2 separate regions of the Mus musculus genome follow, and region 2 is linked to region 1. A link is a contact called in public Hi-C data. All regions are on one chromosome and are shown on one strand. The core of a region is the stretch at or near the end of the contact, and the rest is flanking DNA. Distances in the headings are between cores, read along the strand shown. Region 1 has its middle 39 kb from the start of C230014O12Rik. Region 2 overlaps Mapkap1 (mitogen-activated protein kinase associated protein 1).

Region 1 (4,921 bases), core at 1,392-3,891:
TCTTTCTGGATACAGTGTAACAGTTCACTACAAATGGAAACATTCCATTTTAGATGGAGGAGACTCCAAGGACTTGGAAATAAAGAAAATCACAAGGCTCCGAAGCTGGGAACTAACAAGAGTCATATGGCCCCTACCCTAGATATAGGTAATAGCAGTTTCTGGAGAGACTCATGGGTGGGCAGAACATGGTTGTCCACAGAGCTCTGGGGACACAGCTTCTGAGAGTCACCACCCAGGTTAGGGCATACTTTTCAGTGGTTCAGCTTACCTTTGAGTCACCGTGTTCCTGTAAATGACCCAGTGAACTTGCTGGCTTACTAGTCTAGACTGGGTAGAGTCATTCTTCTGGTCTGTCATTGTTCTGTCTGGGAAAGTAGATGTCTGCTCATGTCTCCCCTAAGAAAAGTCACACAACAGTACCTCAGCCCAAGGGCCATCATTTGAGACAGTGCCCTCATGGGTCTGGTCACGTAGGACCTGCCATCACTCAGGGTCCATGGCTCTGGTGATCTGGGCACAATGCTATCTTTCATTGTTTGGAAGGTGCACAGTTTTGGGGGGAGGAGAGTTGGAGAGTTGGGTGAGACAGTCTCACTCTGGCCCAGGTTGGTCTATAACTCATGATCCTTCTGCTTCATCTTCCCAAGCAATACCTCCTAATGGAGCCTGTGGCTTCCACCTACCAAGCTGGAGTTTAATGAACTGTTGTCAGGTACATCCTCTGTGCAGACAGACAAAGACACTCCAAACAGCCTGGCAACAACACCTGGAAGCAACAGCCAAAAGCATCGCTGACACCTGGAAGCAACACCTGGCATCACTAGTTTAGAACGGGATCAGGACCCAGACCTCCAGGGAACAGGAGAACCTATTGTCAGCTACTTCCTCCTGCATACCCAGGAAGTACTTCTACACATCTACCCCCACTGCCTCATACTGCAGGTGTCAGCTGTTTCAATTCCCAGAGAGGAGGGATTTAATTCCTCTCCCTGAAAGCCCAACACAAGGTCTGTGGAACAGTTCTGGGTTCCCTACCTGGGAACCCCTTCTCATCCCATCAGTGGAGAGGTTGGGTGACCTCATAACCACGCTCCCCTCCCCACCTGGAGAAGCTAACCCTTCCCATTTCCGTTTTATGATCAGCCAAAGATTTCCCTGGTGTTGCCAAGAACTGATTTTCAGAAATAAGTATGTAAATCCTTTGTAAATGTATGCTAATTGCTTATTTTTAATTATAATGTAAATAAGTAATTACTGAATAATTTTAAAGTATTTACATGGGGGTGTGTGATTTAGACACTAACTTGTTATAAGATATAAAAACTATGAATTATACAGTAATTATGGCCCAATTTACATGCTAAGGCCAAACACAATTACGTAAGCAAGAGAAATGTAAACAATCAGGTGGTTCTGCGGTAGTTGGAGGGTAATAAGTAAGCCGCTCTCCCCCCACAGCCGAGAGTGCTAGTGTGGCTGTGTGCTCCTCAGCGCAGGGGGCATCAGGAAACAGAAGCCACCTTTAAGAGGGGAAAATGAAGTCATAAAATAAAGAGAAAAGAAGGGCCAGGGTGTGGCTCAATGGCTGAGCCCTCCCCCCACATGTGCACAGACGGCCCTAGGTTCCATTCCCAGAACAGCAAGAGAAGCCACTGAACCTTGCCTGGGTGAGCTTGGTGTTCAGAGGAAGGCCAAGCCTCAGAATATGGTCCTGTGGCCCTGTGGCTCTGTGGCCCTGTGGCCCTGTGGCCTGTGGCCCTGTGGCCTGTGACCCTGTGGCCCCGTGGCCCTGTGGCTCTGTGGCTCTGTGGCCCTGTGGCCCTGTGGCCCTGTGGCCCTGTGGCCCTGTGGCCTGTGGCCTGTGGCCTGTGGCTCTGTGGCCCTGTGGCTCTGTGGCCCTGTGGCCTGTGACCCTGTGGCCCTGTGGCCCTGTGGCCCTGTGGCCTGTGGCCCTGTGGCCTGTGCAGAGCAGCGTTGGTGACCCCTCCTGTTTCACACGTATTTTACTAGGCTTACAGTGCTGTGCCTTAAGTCCAAGCCCTCCTTTTCTCTCTGCCTCGCTTGTCTATGAGACCTGTCAAGTCACATTTGAAGTTTCTGCCTCTTCCTTCAGGAAGCCTTGTGGGTTGTTCTGCCCAGCCCCAGAGGTCTGGCCGTGTGCATACATACCTCTAATCACTAAAGCCACCATAGTGAGTGTGTGTTTGGCTCTAATGCCAGCCCCTTCCTTCCCCACTAGCCGGGGAATCCCTTAGGGTCAAACCCCAAGCCTCCCTTTCCATCATTGGCCCAGTGATGTCAGAGGCACTGTGGAGCCCAAGCACAGCAGGCTCACTGAAAGCAAGAGCCTGAGTGTGGTGCCCCCAGGTCAGTCCAAGGTATGGCCTCTCCTGGAGAAAGGAGCCTCTTTCTGATGGCTGACTCTGCAGGAGAAGCCCGTGACTTTTGTTTTTTGTTCTCTGAGGCCTACTGGTGACTGAGAGCCAGTTGAGGAAGGGAGGATACAACCTTCCCTGTGTGGCCTTGGGGCCTTCTCTCTGAACTTATTCAGGTATTGGGCATCTTCTCTGACACAGCTCCCAGCCAAGGCCTCACCCTGTAGGTGGGTGTTTGCTCTTGGGCTGCTGGAAGAAGGCCAAGGAAAGGGACATCTACCCTGCTGCAATCTTTTTGGAGCAATCAATGGGCCTATGTCTCTACCCTGAGAGGTCCCCAGGAGTGTGACACTGCCTCTGTCACCACCAGTTGTCACACAATTTAGAGCCCCCAGAGACAGGCAAATCTATGTACAGAGTCTCCCTCATCTTTTCCTTTTTCCCAAAGGCCTTGCTGGTCATTTAGCATGGCCAATAGCTACGACTTAAGGGAGCCAGCATGGGACCCAAAGGATGGAGGGTCCTGCTGACCGGCCTCAGGCCTGCAGTTCCACAGAGGAGGTCATCTCAGCCATCCCCCTGCATCGGAAGCAATGATTCAGGGCTCAGTCAGTCATGTGAAGCCTTTCTTCTCTAATCGTAATGAATTAAAATGCTGCTATCTGTTCCTGGTGATTTCAGCCTTGTGTCCTAGACCTGCTCTGCCCCAGTCCCTAGGCAGAGGTAGGTTCAGTCAGCACCAGCAAGCTTCAGAAGTTGCAAAACTTGGGCTCTTGGACTTAATTCCAGCTCTCTAGTCTAGGATCTGGGTCCCCTACACTTCAAATGAAAAAGGTCTTGGCAGTGTCCAACTCAGCTACTATGACTGGGGAGGAAGCCAGTGGCTGGCACTGAGAGTCCTTGGCAAGGAGCAGAGCCACAGACATGATAATGCCAGGACCTCGACCCCTCACACAGCTATTTTGCAGCCCAGGAAATCCCGCAGTCCCCTGGGTCATATTTCTTTTATGGCCATTGCTGGGTGCTATTCATTTTATTACACTTTTGCTGTTATTCTCGTCGTTGGCGCATAAGCAATGCGGTCAATTCCCTTTTACGTGCCCCGGCATTTCAGATTCATCGCCAGCCGGCGTGGCGCTGAGTGGTTACACGGTAGAGTGTTTGGCTAATAAAATACATAAAGCAGAGATAGGAAAATCAATGCCTTTGTTAATAATGCTTTGCCATCTTTCATGCAGGCTCAGGGAGGGGCTGCCCACCAAGCCGGCGCCAGAGACCCTCAAGGGACGTACGTCTGCCCTGGGCACTGGGCGCCAGCTGGCCCTGTTGCCTGAGCCTTTCACCCAAGGGGACAGCAGCCAGCCGAGGAGGCCCGGGCAGGCACCTCCAGACCTCCCATTCCCTTACAGTGTGATTCAGGTTCTAAAGTCTGGCTGCTGAACTCCATAGGACCCAAGGAACTGGCTGTGAAGATGGGGATATAATGACGCTGAAAGGTGTCTGAGTAGACAGAGGTCAGACATGTAGGAAAATGGAGGCATCTTTGGCAGTGCTCACCTGTGTCGTTTCCCAAGACTTCAATGCAGCCTTGTTCTGAACTCACCAACACACCGCCATAGCGCGAAACACAAAAGCATCACTCTCTTGACTTGGACTCAAGACTGACTATTGCATCTACTTTTTCATAACATTCATTTACTTATATTTGGAGGTGGGTGGGTGAGAGGGTCAGGGTGTGCATGTGCAGGTCAGAGGGCCACCTGAAGGAGCCCATTTTCTCCTTCTACCATATGGGATCTGGTGATCAAACTTACCTTCTGAGCCAGCTCGCTGACCCTAGAGGCTCTCGAATGGTATGATCTGCAGTGTTTCTGCTGTCTAAAGTTTTCTCACAGAAGTGGAATGGTTTAATTAAGGAAAACAATGACTCTTAATACTTTCTACCTTCGTTCCTCAGCATGTGTCAGCTGACATCTTTGGACTGTACTGTGTTAGGATGTTTGATTTTTAAACACTCTTTAACTTTCCTATTTACAAAACTGCCTATTGATTTTTGGCTCAGGAACAGGACAGGATTTCCCACAATTACTGAAACAGCCCTAAACGTACTTCTGACACGTTCATGCTATGTGCTTATGCAAAGTTATGTTCTCAGCACCGACGATGATCAAATCAAAGTATTGATCAGCTTTGAAAACCGTTGAACATACTGCTTTTCCTGCAGTGTCAGATCTTCAGCCAACATTTAATTCTTCATGGCAAACATAAACAGGCATGTGCATCTCATTACAATGCAAATTTATGTTTAATAGAACTTTAATAAGTGATAAAATTATATTTATACCAAGGAATTGTTTTTAAAATAAACCTCTCTGTGACTTGTTGGTGATAGATGCGAGAGTCACATACCTCCCTTAAGTTCCTTTATACCGAGGATCATGTTACGTTCCTCAGCTGTAAAGAGATTGTGGTACAGAAGTTCAAAAGGAGCCTTGCTCTAGAGGAGCCACTGTAGCATTCTGACCTCCGTTTCCTTATCTATA
Region 2 (4,921 bases), core at 715-3,214, 380 kb after region 1:
TAATAAAGGAACATAAGATTGCAAGCTAGGGCTGGTGAGATGGCTCAGTGGGTAAGAGCACCCGACTGCTCTTCCAAAGGTCAGGAGTTCAAATCCCAGCAACCACATGGTGGCTCACAACCATCCGTAACGAGATCTGACTCCCTCTTCTGGAGTGTCTGAGGACAGCTACAGTGTACTTACAATAAATAAATAAATAAATAAATCTTAAAAAAAAAAAAAAAAAAAAACAGGGGAAAAGATTTAAAAAAAAAAAAAAAAAGATTGCAAGCTAATGGAATCTAGCTACTGTTCTGCTGTGTGGATGAAGAGCCATCAAGTAGAAGGTAGGAAACTGTACTGCCTTGGACAGAGAACATGGCCCACAGGGTACCCTAAGGCTGCCTAGACTCTGCACAAAGGGAATGGTGAGCAACTTTTTAAAGAGGCATGCCCAGGGTTCCCTCATCTTTTTTATGTGAGAACTTTTAAAAGCCTGTAATTTTTAACTTACCTCTCTGATGCTATCTCTAAAATATACCCCAAATGACCAATCCTTTATCAAAAAGGGCATCATTGACTAGAAGCCGCTTCTGCTTTTAAGTGGTGTTGCCTTGTGGTCTATAAAATAGAAATCGGAGGAGGAGAAAAGGCAAACACTTTTCATTTATTTACTTTCTGCCTTTATTCCTTACAAGCAGCTCATTTTTAAAACCTTAAGCTGGGGGTCAGAGCAAGAGCAAAGAGTTTGGAAAGGGTAGAGCAAATAAAAAAACAAGATGTGTGTTTCAAGCCTGGCAATCTGGGGATGAATTACCCTGACCAACTGCGTGGTGTTTCTTTCCATTCTGTTGTGTTAGCAAACATCCTCATTGTCCAGATTGTCCTCATATATGGAAATGGAACATATGCAGCTTGTTTAATTTTGTATTTGTAAATCTGACTTGATTTCCTTTTTGGCAAAGGCTATTGTCTGGAGGAAAGAAAAGATTTTTCTTTGTGTCTGTTTATAGTGACAGAAATACTGGAACAATTAATAAAGATGGAAAGAATTACATAGTTCTAAGAATTTAAAGGTCAGACAAACCAAGTATGTATGCTTTGTTCACTGGGATGTCCCGTCTATAGAAAGTGTGCCAGGGTATGCTTTATTCATACAACCGAAACACATATTTTAGATAGTCATCAATTTACTTCAGTATCCAAAAATCATACCAGCCGTTACTGTAGTTACTGTGCCTCCTAAAAGTTTGGGCCTCTCACACTCTGAGTTAGTACGGTTTATTCTATGCTGCAGCCCCCTTGGCTGTGTTCGGCTCCTGGGTCTCGTTTTGATTTCCTCTACTCTCCCTTGGCTTACGGTGGAGTCTGTCAGCTGCTGCTGTGTACATGTCAGGCTAGTGACTCGTAATGTTTATTAATACAGTGTCAGTCTTGCTGCTGAAACAACCGTGATGCTTCAGAAGGTTGCAGTGGAACGGAGCATTTGATTTCCAGATCCTGTCTGCACTGCATGGTGAATACGTTCTCACATGTTACACAGTTCACTGACCTGACAGTTATGGAACCCCGCCTGGGACCCCATTTCAGCAGGACATATTTGAACAGAAACAGTTTGCAAAACTTTACACACTTAAACTCCTGCCAAGGCAAACTGTTAGGCACTTGAGTTTGTTATAAATACTCAGTGGCAGTGGTTGGAAGTAGCCCACAGTGTGTTTTATATTCTGAACGGAATGTGAATGTCTTTGCGGTTATATAGAGTAGTAAATAATTGAGTTTGATTAGGGAGAGGGACCTCATTATCCCCACCTGTGCCCAGCTGGAAGGGGAGGGTCGAAATGAAGCCATTAGCTGTCTCTCTTACTGGCATCTCAAAGAGCTCAAATACATCTGTGTCTTATTTTCTTTTCTGGCACAATCAGTCGAGCAAGCTAAGCAGGCATGACCAGATTTGGCAAGTCCCAAGGACTCTGGCAAAGATACACAAGGAGAAGGCGGAGGGCAGTCATTTTGGCTTCTCACTGCCCATTAGTCTAGCGAGTTATGTTTTTGGAAAATGTCTGTTTTGAAAAAAAAGTACTTTGTCCAATGTCAAACATTGCATGCTTGCACAATGTGCTTTGATCTTTCAAAAAATTCTATCAGTGCAAGGGGAAACAAACTGGCATTCACACTAGTGTCAGCTCCCTTTGTGGATAAAATGATACCCAGAGCCTCTGCAATTATTGCAACGCTTTTTCTTGCTCATCTATTTTCATTTTCTACTTTGAAGTACTGGGGAATGATCACATGGAAGGGGGCTAGAGCAGGTGGCAACCAGAGCAGTGCATCTCCATGCTGTTGTGAACTGGTCAGGACCAGAGAACAGAGCACTGTTCCTGGCAGCTTTATCCCACCTCTGGAAACTGAAACCACGGCATTTTCAGGATATCTTTAGAAAGGACCTGTGAGCCAGGGTATTTGTAAAACTCTTCCACAGGTTGGTCATTGACTCCCGTCTGGGAGATGAACTGCTCTCCGGAAGTTTCTTCTTGCCCTGAGTACCCCAGCCTCCAATCTAAGCAACAAAAGAGTTAAAAACACTTTGGAATCTAGGAGATATAAGGTCCATCTAGGGTTAAATTGTGGCTCCTGCAGGATTTGTTGCTGGCTATAGAACTTATTAACTTAATGTGTATTTCCAGGTACGTGTCTTAACCTGTCACTTTCTTGTTATAAAGTAGGTTCAATAATAGCACCTGCCTTTCTTTGGGGAAGGGGTTATAGGAACAATTAAGAGCTGGGAACTGTTATTCTCAGTATATGTAACTCCTTTGTTTGCCTATTTTTTTGAGACCAGATCTCACTAGGTAGCCCAAGCTGGCTTGAAGCTTGAAGATCCTTAGCCCCTCGAGTGTTGAGTGATAGATGTTTGCTACTGTACCTGAACATTATATATCACTTTTAATAAAGACTAGTCAATGGCTAGTATGTTAGTAATTACTTAATTATTATTTGACAGATGTTACTATAAATACTTTCATGTCCAAGAATTGTTTTGCCTGTGAGGAAATGGAGTCAGAGTAACTATATGGTTTACCCAACAAAGGGAAAACTTCACTTCAAACTAGCCATTATTATATTCTACAGCTCAGTGTGCTCTGCTGCCTTTTGGTATTACTGCTCCCTTTCCACTGCTGTGATACAGAGCTGAGACATCTCTCCTGAGGGAGCTCCTCTGACTCTTCTCCTGGGTGTGGCTAGTTAGGTATTATAGGCATGTATGTTTCTCAATATACTTAATAAGGGTTCAACCTCCCCTCTAGTCCACCACCTACCAAAGATAACAGAAAAGAAAGGTTATTAGGATATGGGGAAGTGGATGTGTTTAGAAATGGTTCTTTGGTGAGACTTCAGTCTTCATTGTTCTCAGTCCAGTCAGCCAACAAACACCAAACATGAGTCAGCTAGCTGCATTCCAGTCCACTAGCAAACACCATACACAAACCAGCAGCTGTAGTCCAGTCCACACAGCAGACACAGGAAACTAAATGTTTTCTTTGGAAAGTTTGTAATGTTGCTGAAGCAGACACAGGTGAAAGGATGTTTGTGCAGACACAGATGAAAGGATGCATGATATTAAGAAGGACCCAACAGATGGTGGATGATGCTGGATGGTATTAGTATGCCTTGCCATTGTTTATTAGTCACAATTTGTTGGGACTTCACAGAGAGAAACACACCAAAAAACTTCTGGTGGTATGCTGGTGGTTTCTTGCTACTTGTGCTGATTGGCAGAGTGATGTCAGCTGATTCAGACTTATGTGCCAAGGCAAGATACGTGATGAGGCAAGACCTGTGGAGGACTCAAGATGTTTGGAGGACATATAAATAGGACTCAATGGCCTGAGAGAGGCTTCCTTGCAACGCTTCTTGGTCTCGCATCTTTGCTGATCTTTGCTTCATTGAGAGGGGCATGGCAAAGAACTTCTGCCATCCCCAGAGGTCCTTGTACCTCCTGCTGATTCGGCTGAGGCCTGGCTGCCTATCTCTGCTAGGTTGTGCCACCATTGCTGATTGATGTTTGCTATCCCAGCACTACTGAACTAGCCTGATGGTAATTGGTGAAGTGTTTGCCAGTGGCTCAAACTGCTGCTGCTGACGTCTAAACTGAAGTTCTGGTTTCCTGACAACACAGATGGGATTTGCTCCAAAGAACCATTTCTAAACCGGTTCACTTCCTCCATATCCTAATAACCTTTCTTTTCCACTACCTCTGGTGGTGAGGGGCTAGAAGGGAGGTTAAACATTTAAGAACCATTATTAAAAGTAGGGTTAAGTAAAACTCTAAGAGTACAGTTTCTATTTCAAAGTATGCTGTTTCCCTATGCCTATAAAGAAAGCAGCCATCTGTGAGCTTCTCTGACCTTCTCTACCACAGACTGTACATGTGTTAGGGACCATTTTGTTAAGTTCTCAATAGTTCCAAAATAGGATGAGTGTGAGTTTTGCCTCAGGATAGTTTCCTGATGCCTCCAGCCTTGTTTCTCTGAAATTATATGTGCTCTTTTAGGATTAAATGATTAAATGCAGGCTTCTTAACAGATTAAAATAGTGCTGGTCACATAGTAAATTTTCAATAAGCAGTAGTTGCTGCTGTTACTTCTGTGATTGTTAAATGGTGAATGCATATTATACAGATTTAAAAACTCTTTAATTCTCACTGAATTTCCCCCACATTGTGACTGAGTTTCTATTGCCTGCTGTCCCTCAAAGCCATTAAGTTACACTGCTTCTGAGTTTTCCTGTCAATTGGAAAGCTTTGAACATTGAGCCCAGAATGCTGACCTTCAGGGAGCTTTTGATGCTTGGATCAAAGGCTACTTGCTGACAGTGCCCTTAAATGATGCCACCAAGCAGCTCATCACACAGTTTCATGCCCGTAAGCTGCTTGAGTGCT

The links. A called contact is a pair of places that touch in the nucleus more often than the background predicts.
Region 2: a Hi-C map of liver shows a contact between it and region 1, with 4 times the contacts expected there. The contact joins two enhancer-like sites. A contact is called at or near these places in 2 of 484 Hi-C or Micro-C datasets (bone marrow-derived macrophages and liver) and 1 of 9 other capture datasets (embryonic stem cells).

Annotation. Positions count from the first base shown.
Region 1 is chr2:34,143,995-34,148,915 of GRCm38.p6, forward strand. No RefSeq gene overlaps it. Among named protein-coding and RNA genes, the nearest start is that of C230014O12Rik, 39 kb to the left of the region's middle. Within about 2 kb of position 2,642, at least 6 of the 459 cell types and tissues checked have an H3K27ac peak or open chromatin away from gene starts, as enhancers often do. A contact at or near this core is called in liver, where this site is marked.
Region 2 is chr2:34,525,292-34,530,212 of GRCm38.p6, forward strand. All of the region lies in intron 6 of Mapkap1 (mitogen-activated protein kinase associated protein 1), which reads left to right. Among named protein-coding and RNA genes, the nearest start is that of Gm34178, 47 kb to the right of the region's middle. Within about 2 kb of position 1,965, at least 46 of the 459 cell types and tissues checked have an H3K27ac peak or open chromatin away from gene starts, as enhancers often do. A contact at or near this core is called in liver, where this site is marked.